Linked DNA regions of Gasterosteus aculeatus: region 2 is linked to region 1. The links are chromatin contacts, called in public Hi-C maps. All regions are on one chromosome and are shown on one strand. Each heading gives the region's core, a stretch centred on a gene start, on an enhancer-like site or on the middle of the called end of the contact. The rest is flanking DNA. Distances are from core to core; before and after follow the strand shown.

The links. A called contact is a pair of places that touch in the nucleus more often than the background predicts.
Region 2: a contact with region 1 is called in a Hi-C map of skeletal muscle, with 5 times the contacts expected there. The contact joins the promoter of LOC120826197 here to the enhancer-like site in region 1. A contact is called at or near these places in 2 of 6 Hi-C or Micro-C datasets (skeletal muscle and tail fin).

Annotation. Positions count from the first base shown.
Region 1 is chr10:6,196,571-6,203,322 of fGasAcu3.hap1.1, forward strand. LOC120826197 (dolichyl-diphosphooligosaccharide--protein glycosyltransferase subunit STT3B) reads right to left here. Exons shown (of 16, transcript XM_078081357.1): 5 at 3,368-3,467; 6 at 2,054-2,152; 7 at 1-126. Among protein-coding and RNA genes, the nearest start is that of LOC120826198, 58 kb to the left of the region's middle. Within about 2 kb of position 3,156, at least 3 of the 9 cell types and tissues checked have open chromatin away from gene starts, as enhancers often do.
Region 2 is chr10:6,272,079-6,278,830 of fGasAcu3.hap1.1, forward strand. LOC120826197 (dolichyl-diphosphooligosaccharide--protein glycosyltransferase subunit STT3B) reads right to left here and starts at 2,710. Exons shown (of 16, transcript XM_078081357.1): 1 at 2,509-2,710. The coding sequence starts at 2,567.

The DNA of each region.
Region 1 (6,752 bases), core at 1,906-4,405:
CGGTGAGGAAGACCACGCCGGCAGCAAGAGACACGCCGAGGAGGAAAAGTGTCTGGAACTCCTGTCTGGTCAGCCGGTCCTTCAGGTACTGCAGGAAGGCGTAGGCTTGGAGAAGAGCAAACACACCTGGAAAGCAGCCGCAGACACCAACCAAAGAATGAGCAAACACACGAAAGGGAACTCGCGCCGCCTATTTGAGGAGGCCCGCGATTCAAGTTGTCTACCGCAGGGTGATACGAAGACGCGGTTAAGAAGTGCTGCTGCTGCCGGTCTGGCAGAATTCTTCACACGTGTGCGATAGCCCCTCCAGCTGTTCCTGCAGTTTTTAAAAGACAAATACTGTGGGACAGCATGTTTGCGTGAAAGATTTGTGTGAATAAGCCCTTCTCGTTCTCTCCTGATCACTACTTGCCGTCTATTCCGGCTTCTTTTTTTAAAAAGAGGTTAGGGCCCTCTTGCTTTCATGACCTCTGAACCTTTGACAGATCTGGAGTGAGATCGCATTACTCCTCCACCGCCCACAGCAGGTCGCACCCATTTCCAAGGTTAAGCCCGTGTCTGTCCTCCGTAGAGCCGCTAAGCGCTAACGTGTTTGTCAGTCTGTGCCACCCTGTCTGCCTCGGGGGCCGACGTCTCGGCGCTACCGACAGGTCCGCGGCTCTGTCACTCTCTCCCCGTCTCCCACTGGGCTCCCTGAATGCCACCACCAGATGTTCTAAGCAGCTGCTACCCAAGTGACATTAAAAAAAGGGGGAAGAAAAAAAATCTCTGGATTTTCTCCCCCCCATTGGTGCATTCTCTCAACGCCTCTCATATATCTGTGTTCTAGACTCTCAGGAAAACAGGCACACTTCAACGTAAGCCTGCTACAGTGTCAAGCGGCTTTTGAAAAAGGTGCTGCTCGGCTTCATGAAGCTGCCAACGAGCAGCAGTCCCAATCTGGATGTGCACGAACGCGAGGACCAGCCGTCCGGGCTGTCGGGCAGCAGATGGGCCCGCTCGTGAGTGGCGAAAACAGAACAAGCTTTAATAAACTACCCACGAGGCAAAAAGAAAAGCACTTAGAGCGCTAAACCCATAGGGCGGCTTGTGGAGCTGCTCGCTTGATTCCGTTGTGTGAATATATTCTGAGAGGGTCAGAGAGTGACTACCGCCGCCAGCGCAGGTGGATTCAGCTTCTGCTGCAGCCAAACAAACCAGAAGTGTGCGTCCTCGGTTCCGAGGGGCGCTTATGTAAAGTCACACCTTGAAAACATGAACAACGGCATTCAAGTTGAGCCTTTGCCGCGTGCGGCAGCATTCATTTGTTGGCAGGGGTCAGGGCGGGTCAGAGGAAGTTGACGTCCAGCTACTGAAATGCCTTTGTGTGTTGAATTAACATCGCCGCATAAAACCAAAGTTGGCCCAAGTTACTTACATCTTTAAATGGGAATCACCCAGTCAGTGTTGAAATACAATCAACTGCCCTGTGATTTAAGGGGCTTTATAGCAGATCAGTGTTTAAGAGACAAATATAGCATTAAACCTGCGAGAATTGATTTTCTGTTGTTGGCAGAGTAACAAGCTGTAAACACAACACTTGCATATTCTACACTAAGTTAATTCAGTTTGCTATTTAGCAAGGAACGGACTCCACAGCATTACTCTGGTTTTTAGCCACCTGATGAATAGCAGTCCAATATCAAGCCGTAAACTGCAAGTTAAGGAATTGGCTACTTTTAAATGGAACAGCTAAATACGTGATCGGGTTCACAAAGCTGATCCTTCTTTCGTCGGCGGCCTGCCTGACACACGGGAAATCAGTCCGAACAGAGCGAACTAAAACAGTACATTCGAGGAGTTTGCAGTCCCGTACGTGCCAGAAGCTCAGACATTTGAGGAGTCATGATTGAGTCATAACTCGAAAATAAGCCAGTTACATCTTCCAAAAACTGCTGACTTCGTCGCTGCACTCAACGACACTCAGGTGGAAACTTTTCTGGGAGGAAACTTGGTCTCCCAAGAAGAACGCAGCATCAGCGACCTCGGAGGCTCAGAGGGTGGGACGACTTACCGGCAGCAGCCATGTGCTCGCTGGTCCTGATTGGCTGGAAGCCGACAAAGGGGATCTGCATCGACAGTACAAGACCCACGATGTAAAAAGTGCTGTAAGCTGGAGAGAGAGAGAGAGAGAGACTAGATCATACAAGAAATAAAACAATCTAAAAGTAAACTACTGCAGCATTGAAACTATTCTGCTCCACTCCTCCAGTTTGGGCCCCACTCAGGGAATCAGCCTCGACAGAGGTATTTAAAGTCTATTGATTTCACTGTCACACTTCAGAGGGAGTAAATACAGAATACCTGATCTAATGTCATTTCGCTAAGAAATAGGGAGCTGGCTCGGTGCTGCAGGGAGGCCTGGAGTGAGACGGCTGCGCTGAGAACTGTGCAACTCCCACCTTCTTAGCTGGGGGGAACCGATTGGCAGACACGCCGGCTTAATTAAGATTTCATACTCTTCCTGAAGAGTGGGCCTCATTTTTGAAGTAGTTGTGACCGCCGCCAGCAATCTCTTTTTCACACATATGCTATTGACTCGAGACAGAGAAAGCTGAATTGTGAGGGAACAGACTGCGAGGCATTGTATTAAATCAAGATTTTTTCCCCCTTTTTTCTGCATGAGCCTCCATAGTTAATCAGAGGCACCTGAACAGAGATGTAAAGCGGCAAGACCAAATGTCTTTTCTGTCAGCAGGAGGTCATTTCCACTTCACCCTGAGCGCCGCCATTGTCAAGTAAAACGTCATTGGTGAAGTGCGGTTTGGAGGTGGACCAGGTAGGTCAGAGCCCCTCTCGCTGTGCAGAGGCCACAAATCATTTTCAACCGTTATGCTTTGCGGTGACAGCGAGTGCAACATATAATCGTGTGTAGAAGAAACTTGGCATGGCTTTCATTTTTCTTGACCACGGCAGCAGTGCCTGTTGGCGGGCTCGCGGCTAAGGCGATGACGAATGCGTGGAGAGCTTGAATGATTGCGCTCCAGTACTGGGAGCCAACTGATAATGTGCTGGAGCCGCTGCGTGCTCTGTGAAACAAGCCCGTCTCTGGTATTTGCAAAAAGAAACAACTACTGAGAGATCAGGTAGCAGGTGGCTGCATTTACTGTGGTGTGTGGGAGCGCTGGGGTGTGTGCACCACCGATGATGGAATGCTTACGGCTGGGAGGGGTGAGCGCAGGCGTGACTGTGCATTTGACCCTGAAACGAGCTCAAATGCTCTGGCAACCATGTCAAGAGACCGGGAGGAGGAATAGCTTCACTATTCTAGAGGATCTGAAAATTGTGAATTTGAATTTGGAGAAGCTTGTGTGTGTGTGTGTCTTACCGATGTAGACTCTTCTGCTGTAGCGTTGCATCAGCATCAGCACAAACACATGCAGGGGAATCAGGTTGATGATAAACACGTAACCTCCCCATGCCGACACCTAGAACACACAGACACACAGTCAGTCGGCCTGCTGAGACAACCTGTCTCCAAAACAGTCTTCTTCCTTTAACTGAGATTTATTATCCCTCCTCCTGTTTTAAAAAAAAGGTATGGTCTTGTAAAAATGTTACAAATCAGCTTTGCCACATTGACGGGACATTAACCGAAACCTGCAGTCCTGTCGGGACACAGCGGGGTCCCTACATTGCTGCCGACAGATACTAAAATACATTTGAATAGCTGGATTATAGGAAAAATGCAAATCGCTAAATTGAACACCAGGCTAAATAAGCCTCCCCAATAAGATTTTAGCTGAATCTAGTCTTTCTTTAAAAGGTATATCAAAATGGAAATGAAAAGTCCGGGAAAGTCTGACTGTCTTGGAGCCGGTGTTCGACTAATGGTTTGATCTAGCATGAAATGATAGATTACAGGAAGCGCTCTAGCTCGATGGGAAGACGATCAGACATTTTATCCCGGGCACTCAAATTCACAGATCACATTACAAGTGATACAAGAGCAGGGTAGGAAAAATACATATTATTTAGGGGGCCATTTTTGCCCCCACTGACTGAAAAGCAGGGGCATTTTGTAAGAAATTGGGGGCATTTTTTGAAACTTGTGAAATAATATTTAACCTTTGTTAAAAATACTAAATATACTTATTTGGGCTTAATGTACATGCAAGTGTCCTCAAATGGCAGTGATACGACTATTGGACAGTAATTTACAGATTCAAAGTGGGTTTTTTTTTATAAAACATTCATTAAATCGAGATGAATGAATTTCAAAATGTGCGATTAATTAGTTAATCCATTGACATCCCTAATATGTATATACAAAGCTGTGGGAAATCATTACTATTACAGAATAGTAATGTCATTTTTTACAAAGATGCATGAACACTGTTGGAAGGGTAACTGTTCGCTCATCGGATGAGAGCCGAGATGTCGAGAGTTTTCATATCAATGACAAGATTAGAGTGAATCACTGAACACGTCACGGGAATAGATTGGTTTTGTGGAGACACAGCAAGCCAGTTTCATTATTTTATTTAATAACGGATACAAAACTTTCTTACTCATCTTACAGTCTCTACTATGAGACATAAGTACGGAGCTATAAAAAGCGTACATATATGAAATCTATAAAAACTAGAAAATCATACTGTACAAGTTATATGCTGCAGTAACTTTGAAAGCTACACTAAAATTATACCTCAACCACTTAACGCTGGATATGAAGGCTGTAAAACAACTCCACAAAAACATCACTGACAAATGTTGAATGGCCTACAATTGACTGGAGCAAAGGCCAAATGGAAACAGCAAGAGCTCCAGACAGGAGAGTTAAGAGTGTTGAGAGAAAGACCGACAGAAAAGAGGAAGGTTAGGACGTGTTCAAAGGGAAACTGAGAGAATTAAACAGAAGGGTTTGCAAGCGTTGCAGACTGTTTGATGATCTCGTCACACTTCTGCGAACGCTGGAAAACTGAACATACAAAGCCTACTTGATAAAAAACCCAAACATGGATAGGTTACATTAAGCCAGAGAGGGGAAGAAGAACCCAAACTGATTCGGTGTTGAATGCTCAGGTGCAATTTTCATCTGCTGGTAGTTTGCGTCCGTTTCCTCAGATGGTGACAGACAATTAGTGACATGTGATCTGGAACTGCAATATGTAACAAAAACAACCTCGGTTTACACAACTATAAATATGCCAATTTCTACCGAGCACCTAGGAGAACAAAATAAGAAAAATTGAAAAACATGAAATTCAAACACGTCCCCTTTTGTGTTTTGTCAAAGCTGACTGAGGTGGGGGGGAGACACGTCCCCATCCCCTCCTACTTGTGAAGGTCTGTGCATTCATGGCATGTGTCATTTCACAAACACCATCCAAATCTCCGTGAAATAATGTGTGTGTATCGACATAAAACGTTGGCAAAGAGGTGCTAAACGCCAACATCCCACAGTAACATGTTGCAGTTTAGCAGGAGTAATCTTTAGCACTAGCACCTCACGCTAGTCATAAGTCAGACTGGTAAATGCGGTACCTTCGCAGCGACATGAAGGCAGTAATCAGCAGCTTCTATTCTGTAAACTCCACAATGCGACTTGATTGCGGATTTCCCATCTCGAGTGTTTGCATCATACCTGCAGAGCGCACAATCAACCCGAAGAAAGGGAGGATAGATATTTGCCATCTGGCCATATTAGAGGAGCGCGCTGTGATGAATGCCCCAGACAAAAAACAAAGCTGTGTGTGTGTGTGTGAGTGTGCGTGCGTGCGTGCGTGCGTGCACACACACACACACAACCAGGCTCCTTTTGAAATTCTGGATCCAACAGCCAGCCCTTTGCCCCGAGCCAGAGGCTAACAGTTGAGGGCAGGAATCAGAAAATGTGTGGTGCAAAGTCTTTAAGCGGTTATCGCTGTCTGCATTTCATGCCGGGCTTATCTGATGGCCGCGGGGCTGCAGAGAAGAGGATATAGCAAACGCAGCATGCCACAGGGAGAAGGGTTTTATTGTAAATTGTGTGTGTGCGCACAGGTGTTTGCCGCCTGAGCCATGTGCTCTTGTTGAATCCATTCATGAAAACGCTGTTCCGTTTGTGTGCATATTTAAGAACTAAACCCTCTCCATCAGCAGTAGTGACTTTAGTTCACTGAGACTACGATGACGTCAGGGAACGAGCACGGTTCAGCAGACCCGCCCCACTGGGAGCCGGTTTCCTGTATCTCTGTCGCTGCCCCCGTCCTTTAGGAGACGGGTCTGTGAACTCTCAACTTTCATACGTCTGTACAATATCCATCCGATTGGTGTGATAATTCACTCTGGGTCAAAGTGCCGAAACCAACCTATATTATTCCTATGTTATTCCTCGAGTTATGCCGCTAGCATGGCTTAAGTTAAACAAAGTGACCGGAGGCGCTGTGTTTTCAGGGCGCCTCATCCCTACTTGATGAAGCAAAGGAGCTCTCCCTGTGCCTCGATGTTGCAGGTTGTTCTGCTACAGTGGGGGGATTTAGAGAGAGAAGCAAACCAAAGCTTCGGGAAAGAGCAGCGGAGTGGATCGACTTTTGCTCTTTCCACTGGCTCCGCCCCTCCACCCAAACCACCCTCACCCCTGGAGCGATGAAAGGAAGATGTTGCACAGCTATCCAAATAGCTCCCGTGGCTGTTGTCTGTCAGTAAAGTCCTGCTGCCCTGATTCTCATCTTAATCTCGCCCTTCTCTGTCCTCCCCTGATTATGCATATACCCATGGCGGGGAATCTC
Region 2 (6,752 bases), core at 1,460-3,959, 75 kb after region 1:
CTGACCATGAAGCGAGTGCATCCTGAATCAGCTCCGGTGTCATCGATGTGCAGCGTTCGCTGACTGGCTTCAGTAGTTTGTCTCAAAATGCACAAAACTCACACTGTTATGTAAGCAGCATGTGGGACAAAGCGAAGAATCCTCCCGTGATTAGCTGCCGTATATAGTCTCTGAATAACGCAGAAGGTGCACCAAGTGTGGGAAGTGTTGTGATTTGTGTTTGATGCTCAGAATGCAGCTGGTGGATGCCTGAGAAGACATCCAAGACATTCCTGACATTCTCGACCCAAACGGCACTTGGCAGCCGTGTCAGACTGAGAATGACAGATCCATGTTTTATCCGTACCAGCTTCTTCCTATTCATGGCCGTTGGTGGAAACCGCAGTAAGGCAGGAGAACACCCCATGATTGCAAATCCACTACGGGGATAACACACAGTCAAAATCCACCAGCAGGATGCTGTGCTCAAACTGCACACAGACAAATAATTTGAGATCATTGTGACGCCCTTTACTCCACATGGCATCTCCGCTCTATAATTACCCCGCTCATCCTTACAGGGGGGGAAGCCCGGTCTGTGCATTCAATGACAAAACATGGTGGGAACGGGATGTTTGCACGTTGTGAGCATATTAAAGTGAAAAGACTGAATGCGGTGTAACGGAACAATTAGCCCGGAGCCTGGGGGGAACCTTCATCCCGAAACAAGGGCACTTACACAAAAGCCCGTGGCATCCCGTCCAACCGTTGTGAACTATTTAAGAAGCTTTAACGAGCTGCCGGGCATCACAGTCAAGTAAAAAGTAAAAAGTCATTCCTTATTTCACATGTGACAACAATACAGTTTTGAGGGGTTTTTTTCATGACATAGTTTGTTTTTCTTTATTTTGATGGCAAACATTTGTTTGCCGCACAATGGAAATGTAAGTGTACGCGAGCACAGTACAACTGCATCATTCAAGTCATTGGGGATTAACAAAAGATAAGAAATCAGGAGAAATAGAATATAGCGTCCGAGACTTCTGCCCGATGACGTGGGTTCTCTGTCTCACCCTGAGAGGAAGCTAACGTGAACATGATCCACTCGGACACAGAGCAACACGCGTGGAGTGATCTTAATCTGGACATTGAAGGAAGGTGTGCTGGAAAGTGAGTCGTTTTTCATTTAGACGCTTTTATCCCAAGGGACTCACAACAAGTGCATTCTAGCAAGAGGGTACAGACCCAGAACAACAAGAATACAGAAAGTACAATCTATTCCAGAAAACATGATGGAGTTGTCAAAGGTAACAGTCAGGTCACGGGTGGGAGAGCTTTTCCCTGGAAGGAAAAGAAGGTCAGTGTTGTCAAGCTCTTCGTATGCACCATGCACAGCCGAGCTCACCTTCCTGCTTTAAAAGGAAAGAAAGTGCTCGTTATAAATCCGATCGAACGCGAAATAGTGCGAGTGAGTTCTTGTGTTTTGAAAGAGAGCACGGTGTGATCTATCATCCCGGAGATCAGAGAGCTTTTGCTCAAATTATAAGGCTGTATCTGCCTGAGGATGCTATGGCGTTCATTGCACTCATCCGTCATTTTCCAAAAGCACATCAGAGGTTAGTCCTCCCGAAGAGGCTGTGAGCTGCACAGACAAAGACATTTTTGATTAGAAATTGCTTTTCATTTTTTTTTCATTTGATTACAAAAATGCTTTCATCTCCAAGACGGGGGAGGGGGGGGAGATGACGTCCATGAACCCCTTTATTATTTGACGATGTAAATAAGAAATGAACAACAACGTGTTTTGGAGGAAAAGTCAGATCCTTGCATCCGTATTTTGACCCAGAATCATGGTATCATTCTCTCGCTCACGATGCCAAACGACACAATAATCATGGGCCGATAGGATCAAGGAGAGGATCATCCGAGCACAAACCAGGAATGAAAAGGTTTGTCTATGGACCACCTGAGCACGATGCATTATAAGCATTCATTTAACTGTGACTTGGTGGCACACCCGCAGTGATGCTCGCATACATGCTGCATAAAAGGTTTGCGAGGATTCAATCGATGGATGGAGGGGGGCGGCGCGGGGGGAGCGCCTCTGCGTGATGCCTATACACCGGCCGCGCGTTGGAAATTGAAGTAAGCCTGCCAATTTCCCGGACGCCGTCAGCCTGACGGATGACCCCCCCCTCCATCCCGTTCACGCTCCCGAAGGCGCCTGGACGCAGCTTGTCTCAATTCAGAAGACAGCAGATTTATGTGATATTGCTTCTGTGACGGCCGTGAAACCTCTGTGGCAGCATCAAAAAAGACAAAGAGGAGAGCCTCCCCGCCAACATCAATCCGCCGGGGGCACAACAGCATTGCTTTTAGAGTTCAGAGGCCTGTATGTGTCTCAATAACTACGACTAAGTCTTTTTGGGGCTGAATTGCAGGTCAGCGTCTCTTTGTGCAATGTGAAGAACACATAACCGCTTGTTCAAATACACCACAATTAAGAGCAGCTCTGGTGTGTTTTCTCACCCAGGAGCACTCTGGGTAGGGGGTTCAATACCAAGTGGCCCCGGGTCAGAACTATGCATCGCTGTGCTCAGGCCCGTGTCCGATCGATTCTCCTCCTGGTCGCCCTCGACCGCTCGTCTCACTGAACACCATCACGCCTCCGAAATAGCATTCAATTTAGCAGGACTCCGGTGAATAAAGGGAAGATGGGATGAGGTGGTGGGGAGGGGGGATGCAGGATGAGACAAAGGGACACGGGGGGGGGGGCAGAGAGAGAGAGAGAGACCGCCGGCCTTCTGTAAGCCGTTTAGCGCCGGGGACGTCATTGCTAACCGTGGCTGCATCACAAGGGAAACAGAACACATCTTCAAAACAGAGTTTTTGACCTTTTCCGTCTTTCAACATGTATAATTAAGACAGGTGAAGCGTACTTTTGACTGATATTTGAGGATATATCAAGCTAGCAGTTTCCCCCTGTGTCCACGCTTCATGCTAAGTTAAAATACCATTCCAACTTTTTGAACCCAAAAGGTTCCCCTGGCATCCAACAGCTACACTGCGCTGCTGCAGAGCGAGGCCGCACCGTTCACCGCCTCCAGAAACAAGGCCTTTTGGGGAGTAGACTCATTTCAGTGTGTCCATCCTGTTAAGTGCACTAGTGTGCAGGTCTGGAACTGAATCGCCGAAATGGAATGCAACCATCGGTAATGTTTTTGATGCACATTAGGAGTTATCCCACATACAGTATAACATTTGCTGGAAGAAAAAGCATTGACTTTAGTTGACCTTTCAGTAGAACCTTTCTGTAGGTTTGTTAAAAATGACCCATTGATGAGGTCCAGAGAGGTTTTAAGGACGCAGCAAAAGATGGCCGCAGATTAGCGTCGTAGCGTCTGCCTCGCTGCAGTCTCTCATGAACGTTAACTGGAACAGGACCACGGTCAGTAAATTATTCCCAAATAGAAAAATTAATACGAAACACAGCTCAAAAGGATATACTGGGCCAAATTAGTCCCAAATCATCATCACAGACTGCGTGCAACACCATGCAATGATTGATGTAGGGAATTAAGTGGAATGGCATCGCCCTTGTTGGCTCAAGTGATTAAATCATTGCTGCGTGTTGTTGGAGAGGAAATTGCAATACGACTGCCAAGCACTGGCTTTATTGAATGTAAGCAAACAACTCTCTGAATGCATCCTCCCGTGACAAGCGTCAGATCCAAGTGTCACACAGCTAAGGCTCGGCCGTGGTCTCTCGTGCGTTTTGCAGGGAGCACTCAGAGTGGCTCACTGGCTGTGATAGACATGGCATCAATGTCTGAGAGGACAGCAGGAGTTATGGCTCCTCATACACCAGCAGTCTCATCACTGCGCTCCCCGGGCTGCCTGCGGCTCGTATCCTAACAGGCGCATCGCCCTCTGGATGGATGCAATCTCCACTCAAGACCACAAACTTCCAGTGGATGTGACTCTTGACACTGTTGCTGTCAATAGGAGGTGCTGCGCTCCCCAATGGGCCACTATGGAACGTGTCAAGCAAGGAAGGACAACCCCAAGGGCGATGCGAGTGTTTTTCTGTCTGTTTATGGCGTCTTCGGCTAAACCAGCAGAACACCCGGGGGCCGCCCTCGCCTCCCAGTGGAAGGGTTAATGTGGGGAAGAAACCAAATTTGACAGGTGGGTCGAGGGAGCGGGGGGAGGGGAGGAGGGGGGCTCCCTGGATCCTGCACTTCATCACCCAGTAGGCTCTGGAAGGCTCGGGTGATGAAGTGCAGCAGAGTAGAACCACTACGCCCTCTACCGGCCAAACCACAAAGTGCAGGAGTCAAGCACATCCAAGGTAATGGCAATGAAACGAGTAAGTGTGCACGATTAAAACACACACTTGGATGTACGATTTGACACATTTGTACCAAACGACTGAGGGCGTGCAGTTTAAAACCATACTGAAAACATGACAAACTCGAGGTCTGGGTGAATTCATTTGCAAGGTGCAACAATATGAACCGACACAACAGAATTAAACATAACAGGATTATTATGCTGCAGGCTTTGCGTTCAACTGCTTGACACATGTCAAAACCTGTTAATCAAACCGCACCCAGCTGCGTCGACACTTTCTAGAGGGCGCCGTCAACCCGGAGGCAAAAAAACACTTAAATGTGTTATTGAACAAAGTTGTTCTTTTACTGACTCTAAAAACGTGTCAGCTTTGAGACATCTGGCCTCCTAAATATACGTCTTCTTTTAAGAACTTGACTCAGTAAAATCCTATTGGCCTCACGTTATTTGATTTGAAAATTGAGCAGAAATGTGTTTCTTTTTTATTTGTGACACCCCTCTGGTACCATTTATAATGTAAAAATTATAAATCATTCATCATCAGCATGCACACCCCCAACGGCGGTCCAATTTATTTGTAGCACAACTCACGAGCGCCCGGGGCAGAGTTTATGTAAGTACATATACATTGTGAACTACAGCAAAAGCGATGGAAATCCTCCCTGTGAGACGACAAGTCAGCCCACTGTCACTGATAAATCACTCGCCAACCGCTCCCAAGTGCGTTTGTTTTACAGAACGTGCTTTTTCAGATGCACTGCAGCCTACACAAACCCAACAACTGATTTATACAGTAGTAGTAGTAGTATATGAGTCTGTGTTGGCAAACTGTGACCAGGAGGGAGGTTTTACAAATAAAACTAGAACATGGTCTGATCGTATTTCTAATAAAACACACTGCACATTTATCACAATATTTTAAGGCTGTGTTTTGCTCTCTGGTTTCACCTCTTGGAACATTTACCAACATTTAACACTACTTCTGCTGGCTGCATCTTATTCTTAGAGTTGCATATTTACATCTTATGTTTTTGTCACACCTGTATGTCAAGTTGCGTTTTTTTCCTGTCTCCAGTTGTTTTTTGACTTCCTGTTTTATTTTGGAAACTAACTCCCTCTCGTTTCAGGTCCCTTGCCCTTCCTCATGTGTCACCAGTCTGATTGTCTCCCCTGATTCCTGATTGTGTCCACCTGTTCCCACAACTCCCTCATGGGTACTTATAGTCTGCGTCGCCCCTTGTCCTGTGCCAGTGTGTCTTGTTGTTTTGCCCTGCACACCAGCCCTCACGTCACGAGTCAAGTCAAGTCCGATAACGTTTGTCACGTCCTTTTGATCCCTGTTACATTTCCTCGTTTAAGAGAGATTTTGAGTTTTTGCCTTTTGAATTTTGATCTCAACCTTTTTCCTCATTAAGAGAGATTTTGAGTTTTTTCCTTTTGAACTTTGATCGCGACCTTTGTTTCCTCGTTAAGAGAGATTTTCAGTTTTTTCTTGTTATTAATAAAAAGCAATATCAGCTGAACCCTCTGCGTCCGAGTCCTCCTCCTTCCTGCCTGACAGTACACACTGGCCAGAATGGACTCGGCAGAGAAGGACCAGCTGACGGAGGCGCTGCGCGCTCAAGCATCAAGACTGGCGCAGCATGAAGACCTTGTTGCTGACCTCGATCGAGGGGTTCGGGGACTTGCTCAAAGCCAGGAGGGGTTTAAGACTGCCATGACCACGCAGGTGGGACTCCTAAACAGTCAGGTAGAACAAATTCTCACCTTGCTCTCCAGGAACCCCGCGGCTTCTCCCGAACAACCCCCCACGCCGTCTGAGCCCCCTCCCGTAGCCACACCAGCAGATGCGTGCACGAGGCTGGCACCTCCGGAACGATACTCCGGAACCATCGGACAAAGTAGGTCCTTCATCATTGAATGTGAAATGCACTTCGAGCACTCTCCGATGCACTTTCCCACAGAACGGTCCAAGGTTGCCTTCATGATGTCCCATCTCACGGGAAGGGCCAAGGCATGGGCCACCGCTGAGTGGGCTAGGAGTTCGGCAGTTTGCTCATCACCAAAGAAGTTTGCCGACGCTCTCAGACTTGTTTTTGACCCTGTGGCAACAGACCGAGAAAGGGCTCGTGAGCTCAGTCAGATAAAGCAAGGTGGACAGTCCGTTTGTGAATACGCCATACGTTTTCGCACCCTGGCGATGGAGAGTGGGTGGAACACCACGTCCCTCTACGATGTTTTTCTGAGAGGGCTCTCCGACCAGATCCAGGACCTCTTGGTCCCATTGGACCTGCCTCTGGACCTCGATTCCCTCATCGCCCTCGCCATCCGCACCGACAACCGCCTACAGGAACGGAGGCGGCAGCGTGGGCCCAGAGGGACACCCGCTGCACCTGGCTCTTCCCCGACGCTCTGGGGCG